4 separate regions of the Mus musculus genome follow, and regions 1, 2 and 4 are each linked to region 3. A link is a contact called in public HiChIP or PLAC-seq, Micro-C and promoter capture Hi-C data. All regions are on one chromosome and are shown on one strand. The core of a region is the stretch at or near the end of the contact, and the rest is flanking DNA. Distances in the headings are between cores, read along the strand shown.

What was found. Promoter capture Hi-C pulls out the DNA fragments that hold promoters and counts their contacts. Hi-C and Micro-C count contacts between places; a contact is called where the count stands out from the background. HiChIP or PLAC-seq counts read pairs in DNA pulled down with a chosen protein or histone mark.
Region 1: a promoter capture Hi-C map of pre-B cells shows a contact between it and region 3, with 4 times the contacts expected there. The contact joins the promoter of Pced1a here to the promoter of Ap5s1 in region 3. A contact is called at or near these places in 1 of 39 promoter capture datasets (pre-B cells) and 1 of 115 datasets of contacts at active chromatin or transcription factors (microglia).
Region 2: an H3K4me3 HiChIP or PLAC-seq map of bone marrow-derived macrophages shows a contact between it and region 3, with 2.9 times the contacts expected there. The contact joins the promoter of Ubox5 here to the promoter of Ap5s1 in region 3. A contact is called at or near these places in 2 of 39 promoter capture datasets (erythroid cells and pre-B cells), 1 of 484 Hi-C or Micro-C datasets (embryonic stem cells) and 2 of 115 datasets of contacts at active chromatin or transcription factors (bone marrow-derived macrophages and pancreatic cancer cells).
Region 4: a contact with region 3 is called in a Micro-C map of embryonic stem cells, with 9 times the contacts expected there. The contact joins the promoter of Ddrgk1 here to the promoter of Ap5s1 in region 3. A contact is called at or near these places in 4 of 39 promoter capture datasets (the 3T3-L1 cell line, the C10 cell line, liver and 1 more), 2 of 484 Hi-C or Micro-C datasets (CD4 T cells and embryonic stem cells), 5 of 115 datasets of contacts at active chromatin or transcription factors (bone marrow-derived macrophages, extraembryonic endoderm stem cells, memory CD8 T cells and 2 more) and 1 of 9 other capture datasets (adipose tissue).

Annotation. Positions count from the first base shown.
Region 1 is chr2:130,423,003-130,427,354 of GRCm38.p6, reverse strand. It overlaps Pced1a (PC-esterase domain containing 1A), which reads left to right and starts at 3,067. Exons shown (of 7, transcript NM_178762.4): 1 at 3,067-3,943. The coding sequence starts at 3,820. Vps16 (VSP16 CORVET/HOPS core subunit) reads right to left here and starts at 3,035. Exons shown (of 24, transcript NM_030559.3): 1 at 2,908-3,035. The coding sequence starts at 2,960.
Region 2 is chr2:130,628,067-130,632,503 of GRCm38.p6, reverse strand. It overlaps Ubox5 (U box domain containing 5), which reads left to right and starts at 2,466. Exons shown (of 7, transcript NM_001255993.1): 1 at 2,466-2,588; 2 at 3,869-4,015. Fastkd5 (FAST kinase domains 5) reads left to right here and starts at 2,502. Exons shown (of 3, transcript NM_198176.3): 1 at 2,502-2,588; 2 at 3,869-4,015.
Region 3 is chr2:131,208,091-131,212,067 of GRCm38.p6, reverse strand. It overlaps Ap5s1 (adaptor-related protein 5 complex, sigma 1 subunit), which reads right to left and starts at 1,708. Exons shown (of 3, transcript NM_001291031.1): 1 at 1,387-1,708; 2 at 595-805. The coding sequence starts at 770.
Region 4 is chr2:130,662,051-130,665,916 of GRCm38.p6, reverse strand. It overlaps Ddrgk1 (DDRGK domain containing 1), which reads left to right and starts at 1,272. Exons shown (of 9, transcript NM_029832.2): 1 at 1,272-1,442; 2 at 2,363-2,569; 3 at 3,728-3,840. The coding sequence starts at 1,352. It also overlaps a transcript of Itpa not described here.

The DNA of each region.
Region 1 (4,352 bases), core at 1,818-4,317, 790 kb after region 3:
CCCATACATTTTCCTGTTGTAAAAAAAAAGTCTGGGCTAGGCAGTGGTGGCGAATGCCTTTAATCCCAGCACTTGGGAGGCAGAGGCAGGCAGATTTCTGAGTTCGAGGCCAGCCTGGTCTACAGAGTGAGTTCCAGGACAGCCAGGGCTACACAGAGAAACCCTGTCTCGGAAAAAAAAAAAAAACAAAAACAAAAACAAAAAACCAACCAACCAAACAAAATTAACCCCCCCCCCCCGAAAAAAAAATAAAAAAAAATCTGGAGTCGGGCATGGTGCCCACACCCTTGGATCCCAACACTCAGGAGGCAGAAGCAGGCAGATCTCTGTGAGTTCCATGCCAGCTTGGTCTTCTAGTCCAGGACAACCAGAGCTGGTTACACTGAGAAACCCTGTCTCAAAAAACCAAATAAATAAACAATATCTGGGAGAGGCGGCTCAGCTCGGTGCCTGATGACCTGAGCTCACTAACGGTGAAAGGAGAGAACTGACTCCTACAAGTTGTCCTCCGACTTCCACACATGTATGTGGTGTGTGTGTACATATGCGTGCATGCACGCGTACACACACAAATGTAAAATCAAAATTTCTATGTTTTGGCCCAAAGAGTCTACCACATACGTCTCTTGGGTGGGTTATGGGGAGCTTTTCAAAACAAGGTTTCTCTGTATAGGCCTGGTTGTTCTAGAATTCACTCAGTAGTCCAGACTAGGCCTCAAACTCAGAGATCCACCTGCCTCTGCTAGGATTAAAGGCATGTACCTTTCAGAACCCAGACTCTCTGTTACTTAGCTTCCTCATTACTAAGTTGGTATGAATCATGATTTAGTTTTATATGGTGGTGATAATTAAGAAACTATACATAAGTACTTAGCATAATATCCAGTATATAAGGAAGTCATTTTTGTTAGCAACTTAGGACATACATATCAGTCCCAGGAGGTGTAACACTTCTAGGCCCTTCTTGAGTCCAGCACTTCTGTGACTCACTCACATCTTCTGAAGCATTACCTATCTACCCATGAAGCTGACTCTCCATAGAGTAAACAAGAGGAGCTCTGTCGTAATGTGGTCATCTTCCTTATGCTCTGATTTTAAAAGTCTGGGTAAGCAACAGGTATTTTTACAATAGCTAATATTTTATATTTATTATTTTTTAGCCTTTTAAATATGTATTTGGGGACAGAGTCTCATCTTGCCAAGGCTGGCCTCTGATATATATCCATCTAAGGCTGAACTGGCAATCCTAGTCTTCCAGCCTCCACATGCCAAGGGCTATGTGTTATATGAGGTTGTGGATGGGACACCACACTCTGCTCATTAGTATTTTCAGTTGCTTCATATTGTACATGTGTCTAAGAGAAATCATGACTAAACAAATGTAACAGAGCTCTAGAAATTACCACAAGGCATCCTCTGTCTAGAAAATGCATTACATTGCAAACAACACAATTCCATTTAAAAGTTTGGCTATGAGCAGAAGCAAAGTCTTCTGGGTTTTTTTGTTTTGTTTTGTTTTGGTTTTTTTGGTTTGTTTTTTCGAGACAGGGTTTCTCTGTATAGCCCTGGCTGTCCTGGAACTCGCTTTGTAGACCAGGCTGGCCTTGAACTCAGAAATCCACCTGCCTCTGCCTCCCAAGTGCTGGGATTAAAGGTGTGCGCCACCACCGCCCGGCTCAAAGTCTTCTATTGAAATAAGACGCCAACGCAATGTCTTTGTGATCTTCGGGTACATCAATAAAACATTCTTTACCATTTTGTTGGGTAATGATTAGGTTTTGCTTGTTTCTGTTATTATTTCAAGACAGGGTCTTACTATGTGGCCCTGTCTGGCCTGAGCTATAGAGCAGGGTGGCCTGAATCTCAGAGTGCTGGGATTAAGAGGCGTGGGCCACCAAAGGCTGACCAACTATTAGGTAACAGGCACTAGCCTAAATATGCATGGGAAATAGAAGTATTCTTAGCCTTCAAGAGCTTAGCACGAGAAACTCATACCAACACTGCCCTCGTGTGCCACATATGATAAGACTCTACAACTGGACCTTTGTGAGGCATAAAAGGATTCTACTGTAGGAAAACCAAGCAGGTCCTGAAAGATGAGCAACATTCTTCAGGGTGATAAAGAGGAAAATAGCAATGCCCATAGAAGCGACTATAGAACTGTGCAAACACAAAGCCATGGAATTGCCTGGTGTGATGAGGTCCTGCAATTAATTCTGTGAAGCTGGTACACCCACGGATTGAGGATGATTGAGGTTAAGTTGGAAACCACTCAGAGAGTGACAAATGTAGGCTGACCAATTGATGAGCGCTCCACAAGCAGTTTGTACTTTATATCTTAAAAAGAAATAAAGCCAACGAGACGGTAACCATTGTAATCACGTTACTAGTTTTAGCCTTGAGAAAGACCCACAGCTAAGGGCACTCCAACCCCGGTGAGTTGCCACTGCCTCGGGTTCCTCATTAATAGTGCCCCAAGACTGAAAAGCGGTTCATCCCCTTTTCTCAGCTTTGGTCAGTACTGTCACCCCGCCCGCTGTGGCGATCCCGCCTTCCTGTGAGAGCCCCTGTGGTCCGACTTCAGCAGTTTCCGGAAGGAGACTGGCACTCGCTGTCGCCGCGGGGCGGCCTCCCTCTACGTGATCTAAGCATCCTTCCGGAGGCCAACAGACCTCGGTTTAGGGGTGGCTTCTCAGCTTGCCTCAGTTGGCGCAAAGGAAGGACCAGATTGCTGCCCCTAAAGTGCGTAAAGTGGCAGACGCTCAGGCGAGCCGCCATAGGGACGGACGCCAGCACGCGTAGTGGCCGGGGCGAGCATTGCTGGCTCTGCCGGGAGGCTCAAGCCAGCAGCAGACAAGCAAGGTAAGCTGGGCTGTGGGACGGAAGGTGGGGCGTCGGGCAGCTCACCTGTAAAAGGCAGAGTCCCCGAGTGGATTCCAGTTCGCAGTGTAACAGTCCATGTCTAGTACAGCTGGCGGCAAGAGTCGCCGAGGAAAAACCCGCCTAGCGCAAGCTCAGGCCGCACTTCCGCTTCCGCCCTTCGGGGTCACGTGACGAGGCCGCCTTAGCGGCCATCAGAACTGTGGGCAAGCTACGCTGAGCTATCGTCCTGCCCTCGGCGCGGCGGCCCGAGTGGACCTAGCCCTGGTTTCTGTCCTCCACAGCGGCCAACCTCGCTGCCTTTCTGACTCCTCCGGCGTTGGGGATCGCATAGGGCGGGACACGGGTGACCGAAAGTGGGAGCCATGAGCATCTGAGGCACAGATGCTGGAGGCGTTGGCTGGACCACCGTAGCGCACGCATGGCGAGCGCTGGGCGTCGAGCTGCGTACCTACAGCTAACCTGGGCACCCGGGCTCTGTGGGGCGGGATCTTTGCAGAACCCACCGCTCTCCAGGGGCATGGGATCATTGACTCTAGATCAGGACATCGCTGCCGAGACGCTGTCGCACGGCACCTGGGCCTGCCCTACTGGCCCGTGAATCCCTGGAGCCCCCGAGAGACTTGGTAACTGGCGCGAGCGGACGAATGCGCACGCGCGGGGCCGCCGTTGACACGTGGCAGGGCAAAGGCGTCTCTGCGCGCGCGAAGCGCTGTAGTCTAAGACTACGGCCCAAGTGACCCTTCTTCCCTCCGAGTGTGATAAAGGCTGCTGCCGTGTTGGGATTCGCCTTGCCGCTCCCACTTTCCTCCCCATTACACAGAGCAGCCAGGGAGGGGCCAGCGCGCATGGGTCATCTTGGAACAGACCGGACCTACCTAGAGTCCCTGCCCTCTGTCAGCTTATTGGCCTCTCCCTGCAGCTGGTGTCAGTGGCAGCATGGTCTTCTGTTTGGAAAACGAGATGCCACACCGCCTGCTGGGAAGCGCCATGGTCCACTTCCATGCCTCAGAAGTCCAGCAGCTGCTACACAACAAGTTCGTGGTCATTTTGGGGGACTCCAGTGAGTGACCACTCTAGGATGACATTTCACCGCCCTGTATCTTCAACCTTTTCTTTGTCTGCACGCCACATCTCCATTTCAGACTTCTCCATCTCTTACTCTGTTTCAGGACACTAGACTGCATTTTTTTCTTTTTTAAATTCCCTATGTACCTTCCCTGGGTGCCCCGGCATATCATTTGTGCACTATTTTTTAGCCCATGAGTGTGGCATCTTTATTTGTTGTTGCCCTTCATGATTTTCTTAAAAGGACCTGTGGGCTATGTTGTGTGTTTTCCTAGGGATGGGACCAACTTAATTTTGCCATTTGGTCTTTGGTCGCTGTACATAAGCTAGAGGAGAGGGAAATAGCTGGAAAGAGCAGAGCTAGGGCTTTAAAATCTCGTCTTTTCTTCTCTAAGCCAACCCTC
Region 2 (4,437 bases), core at 1,217-3,716, 580 kb after region 3:
ACCCAGAAGGCAGGTGATATGGGCAGCTAGGCACAGCCTGCAGTCACTTGAACACTCCAGTGATTAGCATGGAATCACAGAATGGGTTTTCAAATAATGACAAAAGACCCAGGCATGCTGTAAAATGGTGATCCGTCCTTTACAGGGTTTCCTGCAGTCCACCCCACAAAGCCTCACAACAACAACAACAACAAAAACAACGGAGTGTTCAGTAAACATATCTAACCACTTTTAAAACATGGTTTATTTTCCCTTCACCCAACAAGTCCAGTAGTAGGTATCACAGATATTGGCTCTCTGTGGATCTAAAGCAGTGGTTCTCAATGTGTGGGTTTTGACTCCCGTGGGTTTGACTCCTTTGGGGTCAAACAACCTTTTCCCAGGGGTTGCATATTGGATATCCTGCTATCATATATTTGCATTAAGATTCCCAACAGTAGCAAAATTACAGTTATGAAGAAGTGACAAAAAGAATGTTATGGTTGGTGGTCACCACAACGTGAGGAACTGTGTTAAAGGGCCACAGCATTAGAAAGGCTGAGAACAATTGAGCTAGAGTCTAGATTTTTTCATCCTTATCCACTCAACCTGTCTCCTCTTTGCCACAGAGCATCCCAGCTCTTTGAGAAGATTGATTTGCACCAGTTCATCGTGATATTGGAGGTTTTCCTGAGGCTGGGTGTGGTAGCACACACCTTTAATCCCAGTTCTCAGGAGGCAGAGACAGGCAGATCTTTGAGGCCAACCTGGTCTACAGAGTGAGTTCTAGAACAGCTACTCAGTCAGACACTGTCTCAAACAAACAAACAAACAAACAAACCTATAAAAATTATACAGATACCTTAAAAAGAAAAAAGTTTTCCTGGGTGTTGGGGAAATGGCTCAAACAATAAAGTGCCTGCCATACAGGTATGTAAACCTGAATTTGTATCAGCAACAACAATATAAGAGCAGGCCCTGAAGCCTGTTCTGTCTGTAACCCCAGCACAGGAGCCACTAGGTCTGTTACTAATCATCCAATCAGAATCTGTGAGCTCCAGTTACAGTGATGGACACTGTCTCAAAAAGTAAGGTAGACAGTAATTGAGGAAGTTGCCTGATGGTGACCTCTGGCCTCCATATGCGCAAGCCAAGAAAGTCCTAGAAGCATGCAATAACTCTTCCTTTCCAGTACTGTTGACTAGAGGTGGGCTATAAGCTCCTCCCACTTCATAGGAGACTAGGAAACAGCATTTTGCAAAGAGAAACTAGATTGTCATGGCTGCCCAGGAGCAATCAAAGTTTGTCCCCTGGGGGTGGGATTTTTCACTCTGGGTTCATGAGCAGGTTGTAATCAGGTAAGAAGTCCCCAGTCAGTGAGGGCCATGTTACCAATGGTCTGGAAGGCACAGATGTTCAAATGTTCACAGCCAGGCAGGCTGCCTTACATAGAACCCAGAAGCTGGGATGCTGGTCTCAAATCTCTTTGTCACAACCTCTTATATAGCCTGTTTCCCCACCAGTGCCTTGGAGAAAGTATGGTATCTCTCTCAGTTTTCCTTCACAGCGTCTCAAATAGATGGCACTGACAAGGCTGAAGACTGAATAGACACCGACAGGCCTGGGACAGGCACTTCTGTTACATAGGACTTGGGAGAATCTTTCTTACCTTGATAGCCAAACCAGCCACGTGTGAGGCCCTCCTAAGGGAGGTAGACCATCCTGACCTACCCACCTTCAGTTCCAGCTCCACTTTTCCCTTCCCTTCCCTTCCCTTCCCTTCCCTTCCCTTCCCTTCCCTTCCCTTCCCTTCCCTTCCCTTCCCTTCCCTTCCCTTCCCTTCCCTTCCCTTTTCCCTTTTCCCTTTTTTTCCCTTTTTCCCTTTTTTCCCTTTTTCCCTTTTTTTCCCTTTTTTCCCTTTTTTCCCTTTTTTTCCCTTTTTCCCCCCTTTCCCCCCTTTCCCCCCTTTCCCCCCTTCCCCCCCTTTTCCCCCCTTTTCCCTTTTTTTCCCCTTCCCCCTTCCCCCTTCCCCCTTCCCCCTTCCCCCTTCCCTTCCCTTCCCGGTCTCTTTATATAGCTATGGTTGTCCTGGAACTATTTTGATCAGGCTGGCTTCGAATTCATAAAGATTCACCTGCCTCTGCCTCTTTAGTTCTGGGATTAAAGACGTGCATCCCTATGCCGGGATCCTTGCATACATTTTCATCTATCCATTGCTAGTTCCTCTTCTGAAAGCATTTTCACTATTAGAAATGCATCATGATTCTCTTTGTATAGATGACAAACTAGGCTTGAAAAGTTTGTGTGACTTCTTCAAAGTCATAAAACCCAGAACCTGTGCCAATTACTTCTGCTCAATTACTTTCAAAGCGACCCATCCAGGATAATATTTTTCCCTCTCCATGTTCTAAGGTCAGAAACTAGAAAATGGTCATGGAAAACTTCGACTACGGTTTTTTGAACCTCAGCGGCTCCGGTACCAACGTAAGCGGAAGGTGAGGGCCGCTGGCCGGAAGTGGGTTGTGGAGCGGTTGATGCAGGAGTCTGTGCATTGACTTACCCGGGGCGGCCCGGGACTGGAGTTAGGGAGCTGCCTTCGCGGGCTTCAGGTGAGTGGGCGGCCGGGGAGGACGAGGTGGCTCGACTTGCTGCCTGCACTCTGGCCTCGCCGGGTCCGGGCCGCGCGCTCCGCCATCCCGGTTCTCCCGGGCCTGCTGCGCTTCCCCGCGGGCTGTCCTCGTGCCGCCCCGGAGCACCTCTCAGCATCACCCTCTAGGGTCACCTTATCACGGCGGACTGCTGTGAGAGTGGGTCCGGACGGCGCTTTTAGCCCCCTGCGAGGTGGAGATCGAGTCTGCGTCTCTCACGGGGCTGTTGTGATAGCAGTCTCCCTGGTCTCTCCGTTCCAGTGTGCACGTGAAGCCCTAGCAAAGTGACTTAGCCTAGGGTCTCGGTCGGCGCCTGCGAGTCGGCGTTTCTGATCAGCTTTTCGCCAGCACTTTGAGCAGCGTTTGATGTAGGGCTTAGGACGGGGTGAGGCAATAGGACAAATATCCTTTCTTCATTTTAAGCAGTTTCTGGTTGTACAAACCCAACTCGGGCCAGGAGTGGTTCTCCCTTCTCTTTCTCCCCCCGGGGATAGGAAGTAATTGCTCCTTTTCTGTTAAGATCTTTTTGCTCTAACTCGGGAACTCTGGACAGGAGCCTTTATAGTCGATAGATTCACGCCTCTTCTCAGAGGCTACATTGCTCACTTGGTGTAGGCATCTGGGCATTGCTTCATCCTGTGACGCTCATATATAGATACTCCAACGTCAGAGGGAACTGGTATTTTGTGCTCATGTTTTCTGCACTTTGCCCACACTGAGGACCCAGAACAGTGCCTTTGTTTTTTGTTTGTTTGTTTGTTTTTTGTTTTTTCGAAACAGGGCTTCTCTGTATATCCCTGGCTGTCCTGGAACTCACTTTGTAGACCAGGCTGGCCTCGAACTCAGAAAATCCGCCTGCCTCTGCCTCCCGAGTGCTGGGATTAAAGGCGTAGAACAGTGCCCGGCTTAGAACATTGCCTTTCTAGAACTAGGTTCTAAGGCTTACTGTCCTCAGTTGCCGAAGGCTAGCCCTAGGGAATTTAGTCCTGCTTGGTAGACCAAAATAAAATCTGAAGACTACTATTTCATACAGCTGAGAGTTGTGCCGGACTGATGTGCCTGTGTGTCTTTCTCATTTATCTATCTATCTATCTATCTATTTATTTATTTATTTATTTATTTATCTATTTGGTCCCCAACGGAGTCTTGGCATTTATCATGTAAATAGGTCAATTTATATTTTTTTATTATATGTGTATGGGTGACTTCCATTTATGCATGTCTGCACCATTTGTATGCAGTGCTGGAGGAGGCCAGAAGAGGGCGTTGGATCTCCTGGGACTTGAATTAAGGTTGATTGTGAGCCACAGTGTGAGCGCTGGAAATCAAACCCCAATCCTCTGGAAGAGCAGCCAGTACTCTTAAACACTGAGCAATCTCTCCAGCCAGTAAGTCATCTTTTCTTTTTCTTTGTTTTTTGTTTTTTTTTTTTTTTCAAGTCAGGGTTTCTCTGTATAGCGCTAGCTGTCCTGGAATTTGTCCTGTAGATAAGACTGGCCTTGAACTCACAGACATCTACCTACCTCTGCCTCCCAAGTGCTGGGATTAAAAACTAGCTCTGTCACCACTCCCACCACCAGGCTTCATAAGACTCCTTTCATATAAAAGAATTCTGGCCAGCCATGGTAGTGCACTCCCCTCCCCCCCTCCCCTCCCCAGTGCCACCACAAGACAAGGTTTCTCACTGTAACCAGCACTGGCTGTCCTGGACTCGAACTCATGAGATCTCACTGCCTCTCCCTCTCGAGTACTGGACTAAAGGCATGCGAGGCCTTGCTTGGCTGGTGGTGCCTTTTTTTTTTTTTTTTTT
Region 3 (3,977 bases), core at 459-2,958:
CCTTCCATGCGACTGCCAAGGCCACCTCTGCTGCTTCCTCAACCATCTTCTAGATTGGGCCATTCACAGACTGGCTTTAAAGCCACTTGTTTACCCAGGTGTCCTAATGTATGCCTATAATCTCCATTGTAAAGCACATTTCATCTGTACAGGTGTCTACCTGCCTATACTCTAATCTCAATTACGCTACTCTTCAGTTGCATAACCTTGGGTGGGTTAAGTGCCTTAAACACTGTATTTTAGTTTACTCTTCTGTAAAGTGAAAATGGTAACCATGGCCACCTCAGAAGACCGTAAAGATTTTAAAAAAACAAACTATATATATATATATATATATATATATATATATATATATATACACACACACACACATACATACAATTCCCAGAACATATTCCCAGTGCAGTAAATACTAACTACCATGATAATAACATTCTTTCTTTAGCTCCTCTTCATAGTGATACTTTATAAACAATGGAGGACAACTGGGGGAAACATTCAGATTTTTGGTCTTCCTGTTTGCCTGTCCTATTCCAGTGTCCCTTATTACTACCTCTGTGTTCAATGAAGCTTGGAGCTGGGCTGTGTGATTACCTGGCCACTGCCAAAATCTGTTCCTTGCGGAAGAGCCTGTCCCTTTCTGCACCATGTGACCGTGGATCATCGGGTGATTTCTCAGCACCAAAGACACAGGAATAGAGCACTCGGCAAAGGCCTGTATCTTCCAAATTCGGGGCCCTCAGAGTGTGGATGAGGAAAGCGTGGACCATAGCTCCAGGGTGGGTGCTCCAGGAAAGCCAGAGACCTAGATGGTGAAAGTGAATCCCCTGCTAAGGAGGCACCCTAATGAGGGGTGTGGCCTGGGAGTGTGTCCAGAGATTGTGTGGCTAGACAGCGATCACCATCTAGATCTGCCTAGCCTCTGAATAATCTAGTGCCTGCTCTGCATCACAGAACAAGGGCCATCCATAGCTGGACATATCTCCTATGTCGCTAAACCTACTTCTGCAAAACTGTCAGGGAATCTCCAAATGCATACGGGTCATGCGAGTGCAGGAAAAACTGAGAACTAAAAAAAAAAAAATCAGAGACCACAGCTGAATGCCAAGTCTGCTCCCGGAACAAAATAACCCAGCCTCCATACCGGGCTCCATTGAGACAACTTTTAGTATGGAGTGTGAGAGGGGAGTCTTCATCAGTGACACTTGGTTTTGAATGCAGGAACATGTCTTTGTTTTAGGAAACACTCAAGAAAATACCTCTAAAATGCCGCATCTGCAACCGATTCACATCGGCTGGGACAGAGTGAGCGGGGCAAACCTTACCCAAAGGGATCTACCGAGATAACCGAAATCATTTCAAAAAGAAAGACGTGGTGGCACGTACCTGAAATCCCAACCCTCGGGAGGCGGAGGCAAGAGAATCAGGAATTCAAGTCAGCCACAGATACACAGAGAGAGAGCCTGGCCGCTCTGGGCAAAGCGAGAGTGGCAGCCCCCGGTCTCAAGGCTGAGGAGAAACAGTGTTTAGCCACAGCTAAAGCTAAACAGACCAAGAATTCAAAGTTACCCAACAGGAAATTTAGCAAGCCCGCTTCAGGAAGGGAACCTAGATTTGCAGACTTTGACCTCTGGTCACCCTTCTGCCGCCAGCTGAGCGCGTCATTACCCCAGGGCACCACGTCCTCCTCCCACTATCTGCCCCAGTTGCGTCACTGCCTCGCGCGGGCAGCAGCGGCGCGCTGAACTCTGGGGTTTGTAGTTCAGCCATGGGCCTGTGGTCCCGGCGTGGTCCTCGACTTCCCGAGGACGTACACGCTTCTGACCAGCCGATCCCCTCGGCTGCGGGGGCGCCCTGGAGGGCTCATGGCTACGGAAAGCTTCTTTGAAGGCGCTAGAAAGCCCTTGATCAGCTGCGGCCTGGCCACTGCGAGGGCGACCGCCAGGGGGCGCTGAGGACCCCGGCGGCGTGCGCGGAACTGTCCAAGGAAGCCTCCGCTCGGCTGTCCTCAGGCCAAGCTCTGTGCAGTAGTAATGACCGAATTGCAGGAGCAGAAGTCTGCCTGCTGAAACGCAGTCATGAGTTTACATTTGAACCAATGGCCCAAGAGGTGTTTGGGACACACACATTCCTTTAACTCTGAAAGGCATGGGAATTCCTTAGGCTTTCTAAGGCAGGTCTACAGTCACTTGACTAGTGTCTGAGGACAAAAAGAAAGATTTGAGTGGCCCAGGCAGGGGTTCTGAAGAAAGCCCCTCATTAAGGACTGCATCCTGAACCCTCTAGGCCATAAGAACTAGGGCAGTTTCAGGGGACTGGTACTGCATATGCTGCGAGTGTTTCGATCTCAGATGCAATACAAAAGGATGGGTCCAGGCAGAGTGGTGTCTCAATCAGAGAGCTAGGGAGTTATGTTTGCTCCATTCTTGGCAGAAGTTCCTTGTCCCCGGTCCCTATCACTCTGGGCCAGGCCTCATGTCTGCCAGCAGATTGTAGCAAAGAACTGGCAGAGAGGTCTGTGGCAGCTGGGGGGCCACTTGGCATTGAGAGCATGATATCCTGGCCTCTCTTCACTGTTCAGACAGTCCATATCAAGTCCCAAAACCACTGGAAACTACTAATCTTGTGTGGGATGTGGGGAGAAGAATGCACTGAGCCAGTACCCTGGAGGACAGTGGGGGACCCAGGCAGAGGTGGTACAACAGATGACTTCCCTGGTCAGTGCTGGAGGCAGGCAGAACTGGAGGGCTCACCTGATGTGGGTGTGCCCTGGGAGATACTTGCCCTGTGGCCATTGGCCTCTTTTGACCTTTGCTTCAGAGAGTCTGTTGGGTCCCTGGAAACATGCGTGCATGCCACCTCAGACATGGTCAAAAGCAGCCAGCCTAACAGTGTCTACTTCATGTTAGCAATGTGCCTGGCCATCTAGCAAACCCACTGAAGTAATAATTTACTTTGAATTCTTCCTTCTTCCTCTCTCTCTCTCTCTCTCTCTCTCTCTCTCTCTCTCTCTCTCTCTCTCTCTCTCTCTCTTTCTTTCTCTTTTTGAGATCCTCAGAGATCCATCTGCCTGCCTTGAATTTTGAATTTAAAGGGAGCTGAGAGCCAGGCACTACACCTTCAATCCTAGCACTGGAAATGCAGAGGCAGATGGATCTTTGTGAGTTTGACACCAGTTAAGGATACATAGATCCTTCTTAAAAAATAGATAAGGTGGTGGCAAAAGCCTTTAATCCCAGCACTTGAGAGGCAAAGGTAGGCAGATCTCTGTGAGTTTGAAGCCAGCCTGGTCTAAAGAGAGAGTTCCAGAATGGCCAAAGCTACACAGAGAAACCCTGCCTCAACAAACAAAGAATAAAAAAATAAAAATAAATAAACAAATAGGCTAAGAATATAATAGAATCCCTCCCTGGCACTAGAATAACACAAGGCTTGAGTTAGACATGGGTCAGATTTATAATAGGGAAAGAAACTTGGGTGTGGTCTCTCATTTGGCAGATGACTAAGTCACACATCACAGTGCAAAATGGAAAGTCTTTGGATCCTGAGCTCTGCTTCCCACAGCCTGTGCATGGAGGGAAGGGAGGAGGGGAGAACCTGAACAAGATGGTGAAGGGTGGACATGATCTGAGAGAACAGACACGCTGCCGCTGTCACAAGAATGCTTTCCCTGGGAGACCCAAACAAATATTTACTGTTTCTGTGTACAGCATGACAACAATGGAAGATTCCACTAGAGCCTGACTTGGGGAAAGAATGAGTTCCACCAGCCTATTTATCAGCCGAGCGCAGGGGGAGGGGCTGGCTAGTCCAGTAGGCAGTCTATGTAAGTGATCAGTTTCAGGCTGTACACATGCAGCGGAGGAAGCCAGAGTTGCTAGTATTTGCACACACTGTTCAGTTGTTAATACACATGTATACATTGACTCCTCTTGTGCCTGGCCCATATGGGCAATAGCTTTGCTAATTTCTTTCTT
Region 4 (3,866 bases), core at 23-2,522, 550 kb after region 3:
ATCACATATAAAATAACATTTGTTAAGAAGCCAGCCAGGTGTGGTGGCACACGCCTTTAATCCCAGCACTTGGGAGGCAGAGGCAGGTGGATTTCTGAGTTCGAGGTCAGCCTGGTCTACAGAGTGAGTTCCAGGACAGCCAGGGCTACACAGAGAAACCCTGTCTCGGAAAAAAAATAATAATAATTCAGGAGCCAGGCAGGTCTGTGGTGCCACATGCCTTTAATTATAACCAAGGAAGAGGCAAGCAGATCCCTCTAAGTTTGTGGCCAGCCTTGTGTACATATTGAGTTCTAGGCCAGGCAGGGCCATATAATGAGAGCTCAAAGAACTAAAACAAAACAACCCATCCTCAAAAGATGGAGGAGCGTCTGGACATCAGGGTGCACACCTGTACTCCCATATAATCCAGGCACTTATGAGGCAGAAGCAAAGGATCAGTTTAAAGTCACCATCTACTATACACCAAGTCCAAGGCCAGCCTAGGCTACCAGATACCCTGTCTCAGAACAAAACCAAACAACTAAAGGTGGGGGGCAGCTGCGATAAAATTCCAGCAAAGCCTCAACCTTCAGCCGAACATGGATCTAAATCTCCAAATATACGGAAAGAACGTAGGTGCTAGAGATAAAGCTTACCGTAACAGCGCTTGCCTGACGCCTGGAAGGCCTTAGGTTTATCAACATTGAGAAACAAATTACAAAACATTCCACATTTACAGAAAGTAATACAATGGATGCCTAACTTGCAGTATTAATAAGATATTCGTACACACGTTGCATTTTTCAGTGCTCCAAATTAAACTAAGGGCCTTGGCCATGAGTGCTCTACTACTAATCTACAACCCCAGCTTAGTCCCCTACTTACTCGCCCCACTATTTTCTTCCTTTTTCTTTCTTTTTTTCTTAAACACTTATTTGACGTGTATGAGTGTTTCGCAGGTATGCATATCTGTGTATAACCTGCGTGCCTGACACTCGAGAGGGTCTGAAGAGGGTTTTGGGTCCCCTGGAATTGAAGTAATAGAAGGTTGTAAGCCACTATGTGGGTGCTGCGAACTGAACCCTGGCCCACTGGAAGAGCAGTCAGCGTCATTAAATGCAGACGACCTCCATGTTGCCATATAGCCAGAGACGACCTTGAAATGTTGGTCTCCGAGTCTCCACTTCCCGAGCACTGGGATGGCAAGCAAATGTGGCATCAGGGACTCTTCAGTTAACTGAGGCCCAGGTCAAGCCCAGGGTGGGGGCGGAGCTCAGCGAGCGGCTGGGCAGGGCGGACGGTAGTGGGCGGGGCCTGGCGATCCGGATCCCGCAGGCGCGCTGGCTGCGCTGCCCGGCTGTCTGTCGTCATGGTGGGGCCCTGGGTGTATCTGGTGGCGGCAGTTTTGCTCATCGGCCTGATCCTCTTCCTGACTCGCAGCCGGGGTCGGGCGGCAGCAGGTAGGAGGTGCCGCCGTCCCAGGGCTGGAGGAATCCGTTTTTCAGAGTTCCTGGGCTTTGGTAGGCCCTCGACTCGTGCGCATGCACTGACGAGCTTTCCTGTGCTTACGAGGAGCTTGTGCGCTGGCCCGAGCTTTGCGCACGCGCCTTAGGACACACTCGGAATTAGCGCGGAGCCCAGAGCTGGGGATGCAACCTAGGAACCAAGCCTGCCTTTCTACTCTGCACCAATAGGAGAGGCTGCCGGTTTTCTAATCCTGCCCAGTGTGTTCCGCTTACTAGGAGTAGGAGGGCTAAGCAGCCTTAGGAAACTGAATGCATCTCCCGCCAAAGAGGGCACCCATGCTGCTTTGCCTCGCCTCCACCAGGGTTAGAAGTGGCCTGGCACTGACAACCTGACAGTCCCCCTTACTAACATTTCACGTAAGTGTAGGAGTTTCTATATATCTCTCTGATGCCTGACCCCATAAGCCACCTCAGAGCACCTCTGTGTCCCACGGGCAGAAGAGACAGAAGCTGAGGTAAAGCTGATTGCCAACAAGTCTTCCAGGGAGGGACGATTCAGCCTCGACTGTGACATGTAGTCTCTGGTTGGCGTACCCTATAAAATCATAACATAGCAAGAAGTAAATGTAATCTTGCAGCGGGCATGGAGCGAGATCTGTAAACCTCAGGGTGAGAGTATCCTCACAGGTCGCCTGTTCAAGATGAAGATATCAAAGGAGGTAGGAAATGAGAAGTGAGCATCAGGCCAAAGTGTGCGTACAAAAAAGGCCTTGACAAACCTAAGTTGGGACTTGGTGCTGTGGGCAGCAATAGTCTGAGGTGGTTCAGCAGGGGGATGAGACTCCCAAGATCCTGTGCTTCACTCTCTTGAAGATGGGCTGCTTGACAGTGTTATGATTCCTCCCTCCCAAAAGCTGACGGAGAACCACTGCACAATGAGGAAGAGAGGGCAGGAGCAGGCCAGGTAGGCCGCTCTTTGCCCCAGGAGTCTGAAGAACAGAGAACTGGAAGCAGACCCCGGCGTCGGAGGGACTTGGGCAGCCGTCTACAGGCCCAGCGTCGAGCCCAGCGAGTGGCCTGGGAAGACGGGGATGAGAATGTGGGTCAAACTGTTATTCCAGGTAAGAGGGCCCAGCCTGGGGGAGGGCTGGATTAAAGGCGTTCGGAAGTCTCCCAAGCTAGAGACACACAAGGAGCATGAAGCCAGTGGAGGAAGGACATTTAGTGGTAGGACTGGAGTCTTGGGCCTGGGCTTTGGTCCTTGAAGTCAGCATTTCTTAACTCAATCCCTGTTCTATTGGGCGTCACTTCCTTCATCTTGGTTCAGTGCAATTAGCTGTAACCCTAGAATAAGTGCTTAGAAATAGAGACATTTCAGCTGATATTTACATCCACACAGCAGACACTTGGAGTCTTACAAAATCCGCATGGTTGTGGGAAAGAATGTGTCTTCTCTAGTACTTGAAGTCTGGCTTGGTAGGAAGAAGAGAATTTAGGGGAAATTGGGCTTTGGCTTTGACTCCTTGGGATTATTAGCCCCTTTGTCTTAAAAAGAGACCTTCAGTGGGTATGTGTGCATGCTTATAACTCCTGCACTCAGAAAACAGAGGCAGGAGCATGGGAAGTTTCAGGCCAGCCATGCTTATATAGCCGTTTCAAAAGCAGCACCCAGCCGCAACAAAGAGACCCTCTCTTCACCGTCCGTCCTGTCTCAGATTTGGGTCCTATACTCTGAGGCCCAGGCATCAGCGTATCAGTTATTTTCAGCTGGCCCTGGAGTAGTCCTGAGGTTAGGGTTATTTTTTTCTGTCTGGCTCTGTTACGATAAAGCATCCTTTATTTTAAAGATAAAGCTCCTTTGGGAGGTTGTAGGTAAGGTTGAAGGAGTCTGAGACACTCATCAGTTCCTGACTAGAACATACAGGACGTTGGATTTATGCAGGAATAAACTTCCTTGGAGGTTTGGCACAGAGACAGAAATTAGGGACTTCTGCAGGTACATATGAGTCTCAAACATTCAGGTATTGACATCTTACAGCTGTGCAGTATCTAAGTCTCCTTTGTCCCTGTGTGTGGCCTTCCACCACCACCACCACCCCCCAAGTACATAATGTGTTTGTTCTTACACTGGTATGTGTATGCACATATATGGTAGATGCTTCTGGAAAGCAGAGGTAGGTAGAAACCACCCCTACCCTATCCCTTAAAGAAAGTCACAAGGGGCGGGGGTGAGTCTTCTCTGTCTAGGACTCAGATTGTCTTTGTCTGATCATACTCAGCCCAGGAGGAAGAAGGCATTGAGAAGCCAGCAGAAGTTCACCCAACAGGGAAAATTGGAGCCAAGAAACTACGGAAGCTAGAGGAAAAACAGGCTCGAAAGGCTCAGCGAGAGGCAAGCAAGAGGTTGGGGAATAGCTC